4 separate regions of the Zea mays genome follow, and regions 1, 2 and 4 are each linked to region 3. A link is a contact called in public Hi-C data. All regions are on one chromosome and are shown on one strand. Each heading gives the region's core, a stretch centred on a gene start, on an enhancer-like site or on the middle of the called end of the contact. The rest is flanking DNA. Distances are from core to core; before and after follow the strand shown. Region 1 holds the start of LOC100277867. Region 2 holds the start of LOC100285033 (zinc finger, C3HC4 type family protein). Region 3 holds the start of LOC103642034 (xyloglucan endotransglucosylase/hydrolase protein 24). Region 4 holds the start of LOC100281870 (60S ribosomal protein L7-like).

The links. Hi-C and Micro-C count contacts between places; a contact is called where the count stands out from the background.
Region 1: a Hi-C map of tassel shows a contact between it and region 3, with 10 times the contacts expected there. The contact joins the promoter of LOC100277867 here to the promoter of LOC103642034 in region 3. A contact is called at or near these places in 4 of 25 Hi-C or Micro-C datasets (ear, leaf and tassel).
Region 2: a Hi-C map of ear shows a contact between it and region 3, with 3 times the contacts expected there. The contact joins the promoter of LOC100285033 here to the promoter of LOC103642034 in region 3. A contact is called at or near these places in 4 of 25 Hi-C or Micro-C datasets (bundle sheath, ear, endosperm and 1 more).
Region 4: a contact with region 3 is called in a Hi-C map of bundle sheath, with 3 times the contacts expected there. The contact joins the promoter of LOC100281870 here to the promoter of LOC103642034 in region 3. A contact is called at or near these places in 2 of 25 Hi-C or Micro-C datasets (bundle sheath and leaf).

Annotation. Positions count from the first base shown.
Region 1 is chr10:143,308,312-143,313,245 of Zm-B73-REFERENCE-NAM-5.0, reverse strand. It overlaps LOC100277867, which reads left to right and starts at 2,117. Exons shown (of 2, transcript NM_001151323.2): 1 at 2,117-2,476; 2 at 3,789-4,376. The coding sequence starts at 2,392. The coding sequence ends at 4,006.
Region 2 is chr10:143,261,714-143,266,987 of Zm-B73-REFERENCE-NAM-5.0, reverse strand. LOC100285033 (zinc finger, C3HC4 type family protein) reads left to right here and starts at 2,041. Exons shown (of 6, transcript NM_001157928.1): 1 at 2,041-2,152; 2 at 3,134-3,246; 3 at 3,671-4,460; 4 at 4,558-4,629; 5 at 4,772-4,918; 6 at 5,013-5,274. The coding sequence starts at 3,684. The coding sequence ends at 5,147.
Region 3 is chr10:143,450,237-143,454,783 of Zm-B73-REFERENCE-NAM-5.0, reverse strand. LOC103642034 (xyloglucan endotransglucosylase/hydrolase protein 24) reads left to right here and starts at 3,292. Exons shown (of 3, transcript XM_008665343.4): 1 at 3,292-3,825; 2 at 3,949-4,148; 3 at 4,251-4,547. The coding sequence starts at 3,544.
Region 4 is chr10:143,588,298-143,593,030 of Zm-B73-REFERENCE-NAM-5.0, reverse strand. LOC100281870 (60S ribosomal protein L7-like) reads right to left here and starts at 2,804. Exons shown (of 7, transcript NM_001374448.1): 1 at 2,703-2,804; 2 at 2,423-2,602; 3 at 1,790-1,887; 4 at 1,648-1,705; 5 at 1,477-1,556; 6 at 923-1,025; 7 at 443-830. The coding sequence starts at 2,602. The coding sequence ends at 615.

The DNA of each region.
Region 1 (4,934 bases), core at 868-3,367, 140 kb after region 3:
GAAATACTATCCTAGATATTCTTATTTCTTTATTTTATTATTTATGATATATAATTTTTTTCTACTAATTTTAGGCCTTACACGAAGGATTTTACCATGACAGCTGTATTGCCTCCATATGAAGATATGGTTGCCTCATAACTCATCAAAAACTGCTTCGGATCCGAATGTCCATCATACATAGGGAGTTGAGGTGGTTTGTATGATGGGGGCCATGGGATAGCCTGCAGTTCTGCTGCCAAGGGAGAAGCGTAATCAAAGGTAAAGGTATCATGATTAAAATCATCATACCATCCATCCTCATTGAATAGGCCTTCTTGATGAAGCTCCCTGTGTTGAGGCCTTTGATCTTGCTCGTCTTGAGCAAGATGGCGTACTTCTTCAGTGGCTTCGTCAATCTGCCTCTGAAGATCAGTCAGTCGGGCCATCTTCTCCTTCTTCCTTTGTACTTGTTGATGGATTATCTCCATGTTTCTGATTTCTTGGTCCAACTCCTCCTCCTAGAGTGTTAGGCTAGTGGCCTTCCTCTTCTAGCTTCGAGCCTCTCGAAGAGAAAGGGTCTCCTGATTTGGGTCCAGTGGCTGTAGTGCGGTAGTCCCTGGCGCTGAAGCTTTCTTCGGCGGCATGACGAAGGTCAGTGCTTGCCGAAGGTGGTCGAAAAGGGTTCATCGGAGGTGGGCGCCAATGTTGGAGACTTGCTCTTAAATGCTATAAATTGAGAACAAGGCAACACAAAAAGCAGGTTACTTGTTAATGTTCTTCGTCCTTCGAAATATTATTTCCTTAAGGACATAATGATCTTCGAACGAAGATCATGAAAGACATACCTCCATCATTTCAACATATATATATATATATATATATATATATATATCAAGAGCGAATGAGACATGTAAAACATAAGGGATAAACGTATAACATCATCATATACATTTCTTATTATATAATCATAAATAAATGATGACAATATTGAATTACATTTGTACCTTCGACTTGACAGAAAGTGAAAGTACAAGCGTGACGTAAAAATGAGTATCAGTCCACGTGAACAGTACGGGGGTACTGTTCATCTATTTATAGGCATAGGACACAGCCTTTGAGAAATTACAATTATGTCCTTTATATTTACTATTGGCTTATAAAAAATATATGAGGACTGAACAGTCTTTTCCCTTTTAAGTCGGTCCCCTTTTCTGCGATTTTGCCGAAGCTCCCTTTCGCACAACTTCGGAGCGACGACAACCTTCGTCACGATCAAGCTCCTCATCGTGTATGCTTTTATAATAAATCCGAAGATATCTGTCCATAAACCATACTTAGAAGACATTGTTAAATTATGTTTTTGAGAACTTTCGGAGGACGAAGGCCTCAACACATGGTATAACATGGTATAATAGAATAGCCGTCCATCCAGCAGCCACCCGTCAACGACATGCACAATCCGTCTGCGTTTTCATGTCGCTTTCACTTGTCCATCGCCACCGACCAGTCCCTTGTTTATTGCGTATCCGTCGTAATGACCTTCGCATGCAGTGTGGAACTGTGAATAGATATATAGGATACTACTAGTATAGCGTTTCATCTTTTGGCCCAAAGCTGGTAAATCTGCACCAAAGGAGGGCCTAAACCATGCCAATGCCGCTGCAACAAGTTCAGTCCATGTCCATGCAACGACTACGCAATCTCGTGGCCTAGATAGGGTCTGTAGATAGTCAGAATTTGACGGTGAGATGATGATGCCCCTGTGGAAACAGCCCCCCGTGTCAAACTTTAGCAGGGTACCGAACCCTGACTGGCTGACTGAATGAACGAGAGTGGACCGTGACAGCAGCGCGCGGCCGAAGGAACAAATCCCGTGTCCTTCCTTCCAGTTCCAGACCAGACCTCGTGTGTGTCAACTGTCAAATCCCGTGTCCGAGCCGAGACCAGAGGCATTCCGCATTCGCACGTACGCGTGCGCGCCTATAGCCCACAAGTGTTCGAGTTCGACTGGCGTGTGCCGCCACGAGGCACCGACGCACGCGCCGCTGAGCAGCCTGCGCCTGCCTGCCTGCCTGGCCTGCCAACCTCGCAAAGCCACGGGATAAAAACCAGAGCACGCACGCCCATCCGGAACGCAGGAAATTCTGAGCAGCAGCAGCAGCAGCAGGCAGCAGCCGTCGCGGCCAGGCCAATAACGAACCAACGCACGCAGCCCTGCCTCTGCGCGCGCGCGCGCTGTCTCCACAAACAGCAGCAGGCAGCAGCCACACCTGACCTGACCTGGTCACCGGAGAGGAGAGCGCGCTCGATCATCAATCACTTCATCAGATCAGGGGCAGAGGGCGGCACGTCGGCGGGCGTCGAGCTAGGCTGGCCGCCGCGAGGATCCCGGCGCCCGTGCGCGCTGTCATGGCGTGGTGGCGGAAGAAGGTGGTGTCCCCGGCGCGCCGCGCGTGGGCCGCCGTCTCCACCCGCGTCCGCGCGCGCAACGCAGGTATGCACGCGGCACTGTATATGCCGCCCCATCCCTCGAACGCCCTCAGTACCCTGCTCGTTCGGTCTCGTGTTTTCCAAACAGATCGTTGACATACATATATAGCTGGCTGCTTCAGTACTACTAGCTTCTTGATCATACCTAGATATAATGATGATGATGATACATGAGCCACTTTGGCTGAACAATAGATCCTGCAACTGCAACAAGGTAATACTAGGAAGTAGCATGCGTTGACTCCTCGCCGATTTTCATTCCAATCTGCGGAGGGGCTACGCTAGCTCACCAAACTTTTAATGCTGTCAGAGGAAGTCAACCTGGTACACGATGCACATGCACCCACCAAACCAAGTGCTCACGAGGCAGATGGCGCTCGCCAACCGCGGACGCGGAGTATCTTCTTCTGCGGCTCTGCCAGACAGAAAACTGACCAATGCAGATGAGATGACCCCCCACACTCTCACTCCTATCCCCGATCGTCTGGCCAGCGGCTCTCCCAGATCTGCAGCTGATGAGCGCCAGCGCCAGCGGCACGCGCAGATCTCATGTCTCAGTCGATCGGGGACAACGACAGCCATACAACCGTAGGGAACCTGGGCTTCTGTCCCTTCAATATAAAATTCAGCCACCTCCCGTTGCGGTGTGAACCTGGGCTTGTTGCACTTTGCAGTTGCGGCGGAGCAGAGGACGAGCAGCTGCAGACTGATCTGAGAATCTTGTCTTCTTCTAAAGTACTCGTAGCTAGCAAGATTTTAGTTACTAGTATACTTACATGACGTAGCAAGGGTGGCCGCTGAGCTTTGCTTTCTGCACCTGGGTGGCGGTATAAATCTTGTCTTCTTCTAAAGTACTCGTAGCCGCTTCGCTTTCTGCCCCTGGGTGGCCGTCCGTTGGATGGATTGTCCTCGGTGCGGGGCAAGTGTGTGTGTGGTGCTCGTTCCCGGCCGGTCAGGATTTGACATGCCGGATGCTGATCGAAACGGAATAAAGTCCATGTCTCGTGTCCATGGACGGTTGCTGGTCTGGTGGTGAGAACTCGTACTCCGGAAGGAGATGTTCTTGGTTGAGTCCTTCCCTCTGGAGGACTCTTGATTGGACTGTAGGTTGTACTAGAAGATAAGGATGATGAAGCTTAAGGTTTCACACGAGTTGCTGTCGCGGTAGAGTATCGAATGCGGGACGGAAGAGATGGTGTGTGTCTGTCGATCCTCTTACCGTCCGTTTCATGCCAGGCTGCTAGCTTTCTGTTGGAAGTTGGAACCCCCTGCAATAAAATCCTTAAAATCCTCTTATCCCTGGAACCCCCCTGCAGGCAGCAGCGGCAGCATACTGAAGCTCCACGAGGACGTGCAGACCTGTGGATACAGGGACGTGCAGGTGATGTTCGACATCCTCACCTCGGAGCTGGAGGCGTCAACACAGCGCCCCGCCGTCAAGCACCAACACCAGCAGCAGCAGCGCAAGCGGCGGCCGCCGCCGCCGCCGTGGCCCAGCCACCGCTCATCCTCCGTGATCGCGGCCGCGCAGTAGACGACGCGGACGTGGAGCGGGAAGCTGCGCGCGTTAATTAATAAGCAAGCAGTAAAGACTGGCACTGGACGCACACGTTTTGGTGCCATGCATGCAGGGTGTAGTCGTCCGTCCCCCTGCCCTGCCCGTCTCTCCGGCGACGGAGCCAACAAGTCCAGCAGCGTCAAGGTAGATCGAGTGTCATGAGCTGGCTGCTCATCTGAATGTGCGCCTGTACATACTCCATAGCAGCACCTGTGCTGGATTTTTTTTTTCTCGATACTCGGAGAAATAGATGGACGGAGCAAGAGGGGCTTGTTTTTTGTTTTCAGGTGTCTTATGTCTGGTTCTGGTGCCGTTCTGTGCGGTTCATAAGGCCTTTACCAATCTCTGAAGGCATTTCTTTTTCTCAAGTGAGACGATGTTAGTTAGTAGTAACATGCGGATGCTGGTTCCTCGGTTGACTTTTATACATAGACGGAGACGGCCAAGCAAAGGAGCCCAGTTGACATTTAGCAGAAGGATTAATAAGGCATGCCCAGAACTAAAGGCCGCCCCGAAGAATTCAGTGGAGCTACATTGCAGTGCAGGGAGTTCCCTCCCAATTCCACTTTAGGGCTACTTTGGAACTCAGTGGAGCTGGAGCTTTACATGGGAAGGAAACCTCCAAGGGTTTGTGTGTGTGTGTGTGTGTGTGTGGGTACAAATCTCTTGGAAGAATGATTTTGTGTGATGGAGCAGATGCATTGAAGCGCTGCGCGCCTGTGCTAACCGGAGAACCTAACAAGGAGACATCACGTAGGAGTCTAGGATAGGGTTATCGGCTGGGCTGATGATTATTGTTCCGCCATGCTGTGCCGTGTTGAATCATCACACCAACACACACACATACTGAAAGCGGCTGTACTTTTGTTGTCAAACAAACTAGGCAGTTTGGTTCATATATTTG
Region 2 (5,274 bases), core at 792-3,291, 190 kb after region 3:
GGCTCGCCCGAGGCCTTGCCTTCGCTAAGAAGCAACCCTGACTAAATCGCCGCACCGACCGACCGAGTCGCAGGAGCATTTAACGCAAAGGTGGCCTGACACCTTTATCCTGACGCGCGCCCCCCGACAGAGCTGAAGTGACCGCCGTCACTTCGCCGCTCCACTGACCGGTCTGACAGAAGGACAGCGCCGCCTGCGCCACTCCGACTGCAGTGCCACTTGACAGAGTGAGACTGACAGGCAGTCAGGCCCTGCCAAAGGCGCCATAGGAAACTCCGCTCCGCCCGACCCAGGGCTCGGACTCGGGCTAAGCCCCGGAAGACGGCGAACTCCGCTCCGCCCGACCCAGGGCTCGGACTCGGGCTAAGCCCTGGAAGATGGCGAACTCCGCTCCGCCCGACCCAGGGCTCGGACTCGGGCTAAGCCCCGGAAGACGGCGAACTCCGCTCCGCCCGACCCAGGGCTCGGACTCGGGCTAAGCCCCGGAAGACGGCGAACTCCGCTCCGCCCGACCCAGGGCTCGGACTCGGGCTAAGCCCCGGAAGACGGCGAACTCCGCTCCGCCCGACCTAGGGCTTGGACTCGGGCTAGGCCCCGGAAGACGGCGAACTCCGCTCCGCCCGACCTAGGGCTCGGACTCGGGCTCAGCCCCAGAAGACGACGAACTCCGCTTCGCCCGACCCCAGGGCTCGGACTCCGCCCTAGCCTCTGCCGAACAACCTCCGCCTCGCCCGACCCAGGGGCTCGGGCTCGGCCTCGGCCATGGAAGACAGACTCGACCTCGGCTTCAGAGGAGCCTCCACGTCGCCCGACCTAGGGCACAGGCCCGCCACGTCAACAGGAAGCGTCATCATCACCCTACCCCGAGCCGACTCGGGCCGCAGAGAACAAGACCGGTGTCCCATCTGGCTAGCTCCGCCAGATAGGCAATGATGGCGCCCCGCTAGCCCTGTGACGACGGCGGCTCTCAGCTCCCTTACGGAAGCATTGGGACGTCAGCAAGGACTCAACCGCTCCGACAGCTGTCCCTCCGCCAGGCTCCGTTGCTCCTCCGACAGCCACGACATCACACCAGCAGGGTGCCAAGATCTCTCCGGCTGCCACATTGGCATGTACTTAGGGCGCTAGCTCTCCCCCCGCTAGACACGTAGCACTCTGCTACACCCCCATTGTACACCTGGATCCTCTCCTTACGCCTATAAAAGGAAGGACCAGGGCCTTCTTAGAGAAGGTTGGCCGCGCGGGGGCGAGGACGGGGCAGGCGCTCTCTTGGGGCCGCTCGCTTCACTCACCCGCGTGGACGCTTGTAACCTCCTACTGCAAGCGCACCCGACCTGGGCGCGGGACGAACACGAAGGCCGCGGGATTTCCACCTCTCTCACGCCCGTCTCCGGCCACCTCGCTTTCCCCCCTTCGCGCTCGCCCACGCGCTCGACCCATCTGGGCTGGGGCACGCGGCACACTCACTCGTCGGCTTAGGGACCCCCGGTCTCGAAACGCCGACATATAGAAAACTAGCAATGTACGGGACAACTAACTAAATAGTTGATTATGCTCAATAGTTGATCAAACATAGCCTAGATGATGAAAAAAAACACCATTTATTTTTGCGAAAAAGGACCAGAAAACACTAACACTGCTTCACGAAAAGCAGACAAAAAAAAACTCTCAAAAAATGCGCAGGCAACAGGATGGCCGCTTGTCAGTGTCAGCCTCTCCATGGGTCCACTCACTCGACTACTGCCGGCACATTATCGGGCAGGAAATTCGGTGGTGGGGGCGGTCCTGGGCCTTCGTTTGAGCGGGTCCCGTGCCGGGCCATCTCCCCCTCGAGCCGTCGGATTCTGCGCGCGCCCAGCCGCCCAATCCGATCCGACGGCTCCCACACGACCTGCCCCCGCGGGCCCGCCGCCGTCCCTTCCTGCCCGCCACGCCGGCTTCGTCTCCGTCGCCTGTCGCCTCCGCAACCCCCTCCCTCTGTGGCTTGCTTCTTCTTGGCCATGCGTATATAACAACTCCCACCACTCGTGATCTCCTCTTATCGCTCCCTCCCAATTCCTCCCCTCGATTCTCCGGGTCGATCCGGTCGCTGTCCGGCCCGGTTCCAGTGGAGGAGAATCGCCCGGTTTGAAGGAAAGGCTTGGAAAGGAAGGTCGGTCATGGCCGCTCTTTCTCCTTCTTCTTCCTCGTGTTATTTATGTTCTTGTCATGCTACCCGTCGTTTCTTTTACAACCTTTTCGGGTCTGGTTTGGTGTTCTTTGGTTGCTCGTGCCACAGTATGAAACTGGCCTACGAGTTTGCAGTTCACCTTTGAAATTCAGGGTGGTTCTTTCGCGCCTTTCTCGTTCACTTCTTCCGTAGCGACTGCCTGTGCGAGCTGTAGGCGCTGCAAGTTTGGGAATACATACCTGTTACCATCGTGATCGATCGCGCGATAGGTTTTATTGGGTCTTTGAAGATTTGATGGTCCACGAAAGTTCTGGTTTTTTTTTCTTTTGTCTCTGCAATCCAATTCCCTTTCATTTACTATATCAAACTTCCTCTGCTTTTTTTTTCTTATCGCAAAAGAAAGAACGAAAAACTTGCTCTGTTTTCTTCCCCGGATACAGGTCAAAGTCTATCCTCTGAAAGACGGAATCGTTTTCTGCTGCATGTTTCGGTTGCTTCGACTGTCTGAAACCAGCAACTTTCTTTCTCATGCTTTTTTTTTCTCACTTACAAGACAAAGATAATATTTTTCTTATGCGATAAGACAGTTACGATCCCATGGAATCCGTATGTGTCAACCGTCGGGTGCCTCCTACTCCCTCTGTGAATGTCGTTTTAACTTTTTTTTATTAAATTTTGACTGGCTCGGCTTATTAAAAAAAAAAACTCATCATTATCATTTATTTTCATTTTGATTTAGTTTATCATATAGCTTACTTTAACTATGAATTGGATTTTTCTATATTTTCACAAATATTCCGAAAAAGACAAACCGGTCAAAGTTGATGTCAAAAAAAAAATCAAACGACAAATTAATAGTCTCTAAAATTCCCGTAAAGCAAAATCAGTACACCTTTCGGTTTTGGTACATTATTGTGTTGTGTTGTGTCGTGGTATGCAGGCTTGACCAAATTGACCTTTCAGGATAGGAATAATTTCAGACAGGAAGGGGAAAAGGTTGCTAGTACAGCAAATTCGTTTGGGCGCTTTGGTTGTGCTATGAGCAGGCACATATATATCTAGACTGATTATAATAGGTAAACGGATCACCTGACTAATTTGGTTTACTTTGAAGAATTAGAATCTACCTAATAGATTAGACCGTTTGACTTAGAATTTGTCATTTCTTAAATTTCCAATGTTTAGATATAAGTCTATAGGACTGCCATGATGTGCTTCTATAACTTAATTGGTCTGTGCGTAAAGTATGATTATTAAATGAAATTCAATTCCCAGGATCCAAACATGCCAGTAAAATTAATGATAAAGATCATGTTCTTCACTTCTTTGGGTCTGCTGAGCCCATTTTAATCATACAGATTATAGTTTGAAGGCTAAACGGTATTTCAGTTGTTTACATTGGGTATTAATTAAATACTGATATCAGGCATGGTAGGACCTGAATCGGTAATGGTCGTGCTCGGGAAATGTCTGACTTGTTCCTACCACTTCTAACTCCAGGCAGTTATCTGACATGGAGGAGCACATGGGAAGACGAACAGTCGGCGGCCTGCTATTAACCAAGGGAGGATCAATTCTTCTCTTCAGAGAGGACGGTTCGCGCCCCAGGGCCAAGAACTGCTGCTCGCGCCATGGCTGCAGTGGTCATCATTCTGTTGGCAAAGCCAAAGGCAAGGAGGTGCACAGGGCAGCGGTGGCCAATGAATCAACACCGGCTACCCCACGGAGACCAAAGATTTGTAGGAATCCCGACAGAATGCCACCACATGGAACCAGTGCTCCAGGCAGCATCAGCAAGGATGCAGGAGGCTCTTGTAGCGAAACCGGCAACAGGTCAAGAGACACTCCCGGTCCCGGGCGTGATCTACTGGCTCGGCTCAAGGAGAGGGTCAACACATCAAGGAAACGGTCATTGAACAGGGAGAACAGCCCACAGTCACCGAGTGGATTCACTGCTAGTTCCCCGAGCAACAGTCGATCAGTCTCGCTCTCAAGGCCGTCGCACCGGGCAGCTTCGAGGGTAAGAAGAGCTGATGAAGGTGCAAATGCAGGAGCTGACAGTGTGCACAGAAATGGTGCTGGGGGTGCTAGGAGGAGTTCACAGAGGGGTGACGCAGGCTTGCTGCTAGTTGAGCAGCAGGTAGCAAGAAACCATGTGCCTTCTGAAGGGTTTCTTTCTGGGTTCATGGCGAGATACAGAAGCGGGCTTCAGGAAGGGCTTTCGTCCCTGGACGACAGCGTGGAGGATTCAAATGGGTACTTGCGCTTTGATACGGGTGGAATTGAAGAGGTAAGACATTCTATTTCTGTCACTGCACAATAGTCGTGCTAAGTCCAGCAGAGCTATGAAGAGAATGCAAATCGTATGATTACATTGTGCACTGCAGCTCCAGAACTATTTAATATTCAGCGATCGGCACAGAGGAATGAGGATGGATATCGACGGCATGTCCTACGAAGTATGTCTGACGGACGCCATTTTCCCATTTCCTTCTCGCTTCATCCTATTCTCTGTCTTGTCTTCAGTCAGTAAGCAGTTTCTGTTTGTCATGTTTTGTATCTCCAAAGTAGTCATATGATTTGTGACACTCTGCTTTGAAGGAGTTGCTTGCTTTGGGAGAGCGGATTGGTACTGTAAAAACAGGTCTTTCAGACGATGCATTGTCCACGTGCCTAAATAGGAGCCTCTACATGCCCACAGCTCCAGGGTCTCATGAAGATTGTGAAACAAAATGCAGCATATGCCAGGCAAGTTCATTTGTACTATATCAGATTGTTCTGTATCAGGATATTAGTTGCAACCTCTAAATTTTTTTTTTCTGTTGCGTGAGATGTTTCTCAGGAGGAGTATTTATCGGGTGAGGATGTGGGCAAGATGGCGTGTAAACACTACTACCACCTTTCCTGCATAGAGCACTGGCTTCGGCAGAAGAACCGGTGTCCTATATGCAAATCTGTTGCCCTGAAAACCAAGTAGCAACGTGTTTCATGTTTCTTTATAGATTCTTCATATCCTTTATCCCCTCCGCACCTCTCACATTTTCCCTTTTGGAATTCTTTTCCTTCCTTTTTCTTACTCAAAGCACTCATTTTTGTATCAATTT
Region 3 (4,547 bases), core at 2,043-4,542:
TCCATGTCAAAGCAAGAAAATCGACCAAGCCTTAGTCTGGGCTGTCTAGATCTCGTTAAACCAGTATCTTGGGGACTATACGTATTTTCGACCGTAGGTGCCGCCACGCCCACGAGGGCCTATCGTGGCCGTGAAAAGGTTCCAGACGTACGTCAAGATTCGTGTGAACTAATTGAGAGAGAGAGTTTATTCACCATCATGTCAGTCACCACTCGAAGTCTCGAACCTGCAGAAGTGGTCAGATCGACTCAAGGAAGAAGGGACAGCACTGCTGGAGATCCAGGGCGCGGCGCGGGGCCGCACCAACCACACCAGTGCCGCTTCTTCTCCGGGAAGTGTCTGCGCCTGCGGGCGGGATGACTGGAGAGGAGCATATCACCTCCGCCGCTGCAGGCTGCAGCGACAGAAATCGAGGCCGCCCTAGCTTCTCCGTCAGAGCAGAGGACACAAGGTCAGATGTCCCGAGGGCCGAGAATCGACAGGTATAGCCGTATAGTGAAGAGTTTGAGGATCCAGTAAGTATCCATGTAAATTTCGTTTTTTTTTCTTTCTTTTTGGTTTGGAGCTTCTGTCCCAACACCCGTGACTGGGTTTCTGAAGATCGCAAACTAAACACAAGTTCAGTTCACTCGTCGTACGTCCTGAGGACGACTATGCTGACCCTGCAAGCGTGTACGCACCTCAACTCGATCAGATCTGTTTCCCGCCAATGAAATTTATTAGTGAAGCCAAATGGATTTATTCGAACTCTGCTTGGGTGCCCGCTGGCTCCATGCTCAGCTGTCAGCTGTCTCTCATTGTGGCTGTTTAGTTGGTAGTGATAGTGAGAGAGTCAGCGGTTTGACTTTGGTGACGGATCTCATCGAACGGTGACTAAGCAGATCTGATTAACTTGAGAACGGTGGCTGTTTAGTTTCTATATTTATTAATTTAGAATTAAGATTAAATAAAATGGAGCGACTAAAAATTAATTTCTAGAAATTAAACATCCTGTACGTCACTCTAGACATCTAGTTTCTGAGATACATAGTGAAAGTTATGGATTATAATTTGAAATAGAAAAGGTAAGTTAGAAAAAATGGCCGTTATATATGTGTTCATTTCATCGCGTAAGGCAAACACCACCTCGTACCGCAGCCGCACACACGGTTTCTCAAGACACCAACGCGACGCATGCTCAATCACGGATTTTTACCGTCTCGGGAGGCGACTGTCTCTAGAAGTCTAGATCACGGAGCCAGGGCCCGCGTGCATGCACTGGCCACTGGTGTTCACATGTGCCACCAGCAGCTCTGCATCTGCTCGGTATCACTCGGCATCGCCCGCGTTCCAGCAAGGGGCGAGAGTAATATGGATCTGGTCAGCTAGAAGTGGATATCGAGCCTCGGCTCGACCGAAGCTTCAGCTGGCTTGTTAAAGGAAAAAGGTGCCTCGGTTCGACTCGTTAAGCAATCGAGCTAGAAAACCAGCTTAGCTCGGCTTGTTTGCGAGCTTGAACTGGCTCGTTTAGCTTGCGAGCCACAATAAAAAATAGTGTGTATATATATATATATATATATATATATATATATATATATATATATATATATATATATATATATATATATATATATATATATATATATATATATATATATATATATATATATATGCACAACAATATAATCAACTGCTACTTAACTTTATACTAATTTAACACTAGAAAAGACTAACGATACTCATAATTTTATACATCACATCATTTAAATTCTAAATTAACATATTTCATCACTTATTAATTCATCCAATATATATAGGATTTGTTTTACAGATAAATGCTAGCTCATTCGAGCTAACGAGCTGGCTCGTTAACGAACCGAGCTGAGATGTTAGTTCATCTTATGATAAAATTGAAATGAGTCGAGTCGAACCGAACTGATCACAAATCGAGCGAGCTCACGGTCAATGAGTATTTTGTCCAGCCTTAGCGTCCGCCCATTGCCGGTGCTGCTGCTTCCAAATTTTCGCTTCTTCTTCCACGCGCGCCGACAAATAGTGGGTAAGATAAGGGGTGTTTGACTGGTGAGTGTTGTTTCGTAGAGAGAAAACGAAATAGGAAAAGAACCCACTCGTAGCTTTGGTAGGTCAAAATCCCAATGCGTGGACTACGGGCCGACCCTACGGGGGCCAAAAGCCCAAAACAGAGCGTGCGGGGCAGTTGGTGGGCCGACCACGACCAGAGCGTACGAAGTAGTAGTGGTCGAAAGCCGAAAGACTCCATCTGGGCAGCTTGGCAACGCGAGTTTCTCGCTCGGTCACCGCCGCACCTGCATCGAGCGGCTCGCCGGCTCCAATTGTACTGCCGATGCCCCACGGACTTTAGAGATGGCAATGGGTACCCGAAACCCGATGGGTTTTTATCCCATTAGGGTATGAGTTTTGGTCAATTTTCATACCCATGGGTTTGTTAATGGGCATAAATCTATACCCAGCGGGTTTATAGGTACGGGTTTGTTCCTATAGTACCCAAACCCGTGAACCCGTGTGTTTTTTAAACCCGACCAAACCTAGTGCATATTGTCATTTTATTTTATAAACGAACAACAAACTTGTTATTCCTTATTTACTTCATAATTTTTATCAATTGGTGAATGTATCAGTAGTCGGTGAGAGTGTTGCTTGCTTGCTATTATAGTTTTTACTAGCGTTATATATGTGGTGGATGGATAACTTAGTGTAAGGTCACTTAATTATACAACTTATTATTTGTATTTCATTTTCTCTACTAATAATTTTTATACCAAATCATGAACTCGTTGTTCATTATATAAATTTTGGATCATGATATCATTTATCGTTACGATACTTATTGATTATGAGAAGAACAAGTATATCACGAGAGCTCGGATAACAAGCAGTATCGAGTATCATTCCTCAGGTTGGAATGATTGCTACGAACCGGTGCTGCTCTGCTTCGATGCATGATGCTGTGGCGGACAGACATTGGTCAGTCAGTTTAAAACCGATGCCTGCCCACATGAGCAGATCGGCAAGAATCCCCCAGAAACCCGTCCTAGGAGCACATTGCAGCAGTTGGCTGCCAGCCAGTCGCGTGCGGCGTCCGCCGGTGCTGCTGCTGCTGCTTCCTGCGTCTCCCGTCTGGGGCTCTGCTCGTCAGCTATCTGTATTACCCCACCGTGGACCGTGGTCGTCTCGCGCGCGCAGCGGCGCCCGCACCCGCACCGGCAGTCCGGCACAGCAACACGAGAGGCTGGCAGGCACACAGCCCCGCTGTCGTCGCCGCATCGCCAGCCGTGCGCGCTCTGCTCTGCCGGTCTGCCCTGTCCTACGTCCGCGCCTCGATCCTTATTACCTGCCCGCGGACTCTATATATAAGCCTTGTGGCGAGAGCGAGACACGCATATCCTCCATCTCACTACCATCTTCGATCCATCTCTTGCCTGCTACTAGCCTTCTCTTCACCTCACTCACCAGCTCTTCGAAACATATATTTTTTCTTCAAAAAAAAAAAGAGCCTGAGCCGGCCGGTGCGAGGCTTAAGCAATGTCGAGCGCTTTTAGCTCGAGGGCACGCGTGCTGCTGGCGCTGCTTCTGGGGCTCTACGCCGCCTGCGCGGCGGCGGCGGCCAGGGTCGACGACGGCCTGGAGCTGACGTGGGGCGACGGCCGCGGGAGCGTGTCGCCCGACGGCCAGGTCCTGACGCTGTCGCTCGACCACACCTCCGGCTCCGGGTTCCGCTCCAAGGACACCTTCCTCTTCGCGCGCGCCGACGTGCAGATCAAGCTCGTCCCCAACAACTCCGCCGGCACGGTCACCACCTTCTACGTAAGCTAGCTAGCTTCCAGTTTCAGCAACGCATCCGCGAGCACGAGCACCAGTGCACCACCACCTAACGTCCTGACCTGACAACGGCCGGGTTTATTTTCTGACGATCGACGGTGCATGCAGTTCGTCTCGGAGGGCCCGTGGGATGTGCACGACGAGGTCGACCTCGAGTTCCTGGGCAACGTGAGCGGCCAGCCGTACACGCTGCACACCAACGTGTACGCCGGCGGCAGCGGCAGCCGGGAGCAGCAGTTCCACCTCTGGTTCGACCCCACCGCCGACTTCCACACCTACTCCATCGAGTGGACGCAGCAGCACATCCTGTAAGCGCTCCGCTCGCAGACGCCATATATGCACCGTACCATCCATCGCCGACGGCCGACGCCGATCTAACAACGTGGCGTGCTGATGACATATGCACGCAGCGTGCTGGTGGACGGGACGCCGGTCCGGGAGTTCAAGAACCACGCGGACTGGGGCGTGCCGTACCCGTCGTCGCAGGGGATGCGCCTGTACGGCTCGCTGTGGAACGCCGAGGACTGGGCCACGCAGGGCGGCCGCGTCAAGACGGACTGGTCGCAGGCCCCCTTCGTGGCGCAGTACCGCAACTTCACGGCGGCGGCCGGCGGTGGGTACGGGCTGCAGATGGACGCGGCGGCGCAGCAGGCGATGAAGTGGGCGCGAGACAACTACATGGTGTACGACTACTGCGCCGACGCCAA
Region 4 (4,733 bases), core at 1,555-4,054, 140 kb before region 3:
CACTCAACTCAACATAATTCAAAGTGAGCATATTGTGGGTCCAGCCCAAGAACCATGTTGTATCTACTATCTAGACCTCCTTATCGACCCATAGTGTTGGTCTAACCCAGCACAATTATTTTTTTATATTTTAAATTATTAGTATATCTATGCTTCGTATAGCAATATTGTTTACAATATATATTCTTTTTTGGGAATATCCTTCATATAAAACAAATAGGTGTAAGCTGCCGTGGTAGGCCTGAGGGTGTGTTTCGAAACTCAGGGCCAGAGCGTCCGTTTCTTTTTTTTATTATTATATTTCCCTATTTCGCGGTGTTATGATCGCCTCGGTATATTCCTAAGTTCGATGAGCAAGCGAGTGCTAACAGACCGTAGTTCTTACGAAAGGCGTCTTGGACACAGACTGGTGCTAACACCTTCGGATACAAAACGCTTTAAATAATTAATCCCAAACCTCCGGAAAGAAGATCAGATTTCTTCCATACACGTCTAGTTCGAAACATCAAAACTGCATGAATATTCATCCACGATCCAACTTTCTAATATAAAATAAGGATAGCACAAGAAGTCACTTAGAGCACAGGGTACTATCAATGAGCTTGATCGTGAACCTAATTCATCCTTTTGATGAGCTCATTGATGTAGTTCTCGCGGTTACCGGCATCACCGCCCTCCACATAGTGGTTCCTCTTCTTCTTCAGGCCTCCCAGCGGCGCCTTCAACTTGAATGGCCACAGGAAGTTGTTGGCCTCCTTGAAGTGTGGGCCAACAGTCATGATCTCGTGAACAAGATCCTCAATGCAGATGATGTTGTGCTTGCCCAAGCCCTGATAGAACACCAAAAGGTGGAGATCATCATGTAAATTGTCATATATAAACAGAACACAGGAACCAGATGTAGAGTTCCAAGTTTACAAACCTCCTCGATGACTTGGTTGTTGGACAGAGGGATCCTCTGCTTGTTCAGCTTTCCATAGCCCCTCTTGTAGATCAACTCCCTGACACTCTTCAAGTTTGGGTACCTAAACAAGATTTGCCACTTTAGTAAGGTCATCAGAAGCAGATGAGTCACCAAGCTAAGATGCAGGAACTACTCCAGGCACTGTCTGCTTTATGTTTTTTTCAAATTTTATCTATTGTAGTATTGTTTAGCAGGAACTATTTGAATATGCATGCATCACTGTGCATTTTCACTTTAGTAAAAGCAAATACTATCACCAAAATCACTGATGGGAAGTGCTAATGTAACCTAACAATTTTGAACAAGAACTGAAGTACTGAACATAGAAACTCACAGCCTTGATTAAGATTGCAATCTAAGTCCACATTTAGTATTTTAACACACTATTCTATTGTAAAAATTCACTCAAGCAACAAGTGCAACAGTATGATCTGCTTTCAACTCTGTATTTTCAATGGAGGATATATCAAAATAAGCGGCAACGGAAGAATTAAATCAGCTAGAAAACTTACCCATATGCAACATATGGCTCAACCCTGCGTAGCATGTTAATAGTCGCCTTGTTGACTTTGAGGAACACACCATTGAAGATCTAAAATAAACAAATGTTCAGTTTTACAAACAATCAGACAAAATTATAATAGCAGCAATGCAATTGTAAAAACAGACATCAGTGAACACACCTGCCTCAATCGCAGAAGCTGCAAGATCTTCCTGGTCTTAGGGTGCATGGCGTTAATACTGTAGTTTCAACAGAAATGGAAAACAGCATAAGCATACAAATTCATCCTCTGTAAAATACTGGCATATGAACCTGAGACTCACCCCCGGATGCGGACCACAAAGAGCAGCTTTGCTTCAGGACTGACATAGAAACCACCCTTCAAACGGGCCTCACGCTTAAGCTGCACCAGTTCCTTCTCCTGCTCCAAGCATCCCCATAAGCACACAGATAACACATCCGGGTTCTCTTTCATCAGGCATATGAAGAATGCCAACGACCCTAAATGCTAGATGGTCTACTGATAATAACATCATAGGCAACTATAATGACCAAAAATATTCTAGATTGCTTACAGTTGGGACGATCGTACTTGTCCAACGAATAGATTCTAAAATGATTGTGCTCGGACATCTTGCAACAAAAGCATTAACCACATGCGTTCCAAATGCACTAAGCAATATAACAGTTTGTTGTACACTAAGCAGAGCAGCTAACCGGTCCTACTGCTGCTACTTTGGCCAACACATTTCTTACTACTACAACCATTGACAGCAACCGATCATGTTACGTAGTAGCATTCGCATAACTCGCTCCGTATCAGCGTAAGGCCACGGCCCAACCCAATCAAACACAGATTCCACAGGCCATGAGGATGAAAACGGCATGCCGCACATAAGCCCTACCAACCACCCCGCACGAATAGTCTACAGGCAGGTTAGGAGCGGCGATCTGACCTGGGCATCGTATTCCTCGGCGTACTGCTTTGCGCGGGTGAAGATGAGCTTGCGGCTCTCGATGGACTTCTTCTTCTCGACTAGGGCCTTCTCCTTCTTCTCGGTGGCCCACTGTTCCTCGCGCTTCCGCTTGCGGAGCACAGACTCCGGCACCGCCACCTTCGACGCCACGGACGACATCTGCATGGCCACAGGCCAACCAACGCGCAGCTCCTCAGCCACAGATCCAAACGCGAAGTAAACAACGAGGGCGGCAATGGCGTGCGGCGCGCTGGCTTACCTTACCTGGGCGAGCTGCGTATGAGAGGGATACGCGGGGAGAGCGGCGAGCGGAGGTGGACGCAGGCGGCGCAGGGCGAGGGAAATGGGAAGAGCGGTTTATGTAGGAGGGGTTCGGTGGCTAGGGTTTGTGGAGGTGATCCGACGGATGGGGATTGTTTGGGCCCACGGCGTGGCGTGTGTTGGTGGGCTGGTGGAAACAGGTGAGCTTGAGTGGAGGCTATCGTGGGCCGTGAGATTGTTGGGTCCAGCGCTTCGTAAGTTCGGATCGTTTAACACGATTACACGAGTAGTGCCGGAGCGGACCGGAAAACAACGCTCTGCTTGGACCTGGACGTGCATGCACCGTGGGGTGTGGACGCCGTGCGGACTTACAAGTTACAACAACAACTGTCGTGGCCATTCTATTTCTGAATTCTGAGCATTCTCTCCGGAAAACTTGGGCTATGCTGAGCCTGAATGCCCATGGAGCATGGTTGCGTCGCTCTAAAATAAGGTCCACGAAGGATCATTTTCCATTTAATCGAAAGAAATGCATATAACTCTTACACTATCTCCTGACTACCTATCTCACTATCTATCTTAATCCCTATTTCAAACTTCATCTTATAAACAATATCATCTATAATAATCCATAATTCAAACTTCATTTTATAAACAGTATTATCTATAATACAAAACATTTATACGTTTTATTGAAGTTGGTCTAGGCCTTATTCGAAAATATTGTATTGTTTCTGGCTGAAAGTTCATTCCATCCGTAATTCTATTTACACAAGGATACAGAGATAATATTTTTCATTGGTAACACCTGCTATTTTAGGGGTGCAAAGAAAACCAGCTATGCAAACATCTGCTGAATATGAAGTGCGAATATAGCATACACACGCATTCTAATAGATATTCTAATAAACTGTTCAGAACCTTAATAAAAAGTCACAAAAGGTATTATAAAAACTAGATAGCGTGGTTTTTTCATGGCTAATTTATTTTTTAGTGGTGAAAAAAGTATTTGACAATTAAATTTTCTATGTGATCATCATATAATCAAACTATCGGAAATTATTATTATTATTATTATATATACTTTATTATTTATTCTATGAATATATCAAATTACAATTTCTAATTTACACTATAACAAGACATATAAAAAGGAGAAAAAATCACGAATATTTTCATTTTTTCATCTTTTAATTTTAAATGGTTTAGAATTAAATTTTGATATATTGACAGACAAATAATAAACTTATTATAAATTTTATAACCTTTGATAATATGATCGTACGACGATTAGACGAGAAGTTTAGTTGTACAACTGTTTATTACTTTTAGTGTAGTACTAATTACATAGGTTAGAAAAAACCTTCTTCACAGTTAAGATGAGCAACAGTATATTTTTTAAGTGTCAATGAACTTGGCCTGCAAAAGTCAAAGAGATGGCCCGGGAAGCAGCGTCAGGTTCAGGTATTCTGACTACGGTTTTAGGGCATGTACATCCTCGTTAAAGGAAGCCTATCTTAAGAGGTTTATAGGGATTAAGTATAAAAAAATAAAAGATAGAGTCTTGGTGAATAGTCTATGTCTTCACGATTTTCTATATTTATTATCTGTATTTTTATAGGTTTAGTTGTTTCTTGGATTTAGAAAACCATTGTCTCTAGTAAGGTTGTCATAGTTCACTTCTCGATCTGCCGGAATAACTTATATTGTGTGTTTGTTGTCATAGACTCATAATTTATCCCGCAGTCTTTCGATCTGTCACGTTTTGACTGAGGTATGGAGTTTGATCACTCGATAGTGCTAGACTGCCGCCAGCGCTACAGCAGCAGCAGCAGCAATGCCTTGCAGACATCCTTTTCAGGCCGTCCAATTTTAATCGCGTCGAGCCGTCGACGACCATCTCCCCCCGCCTCAGCTCGTCGCTGTCAGCAGAGACGATCCTCTCTGCCCATTTTAATTATTTGTATCATGCATGTGTAAGTGTAACGTCGATGCGCTCCTGTACTTTGTGTACTTCCGTGTCACCAAC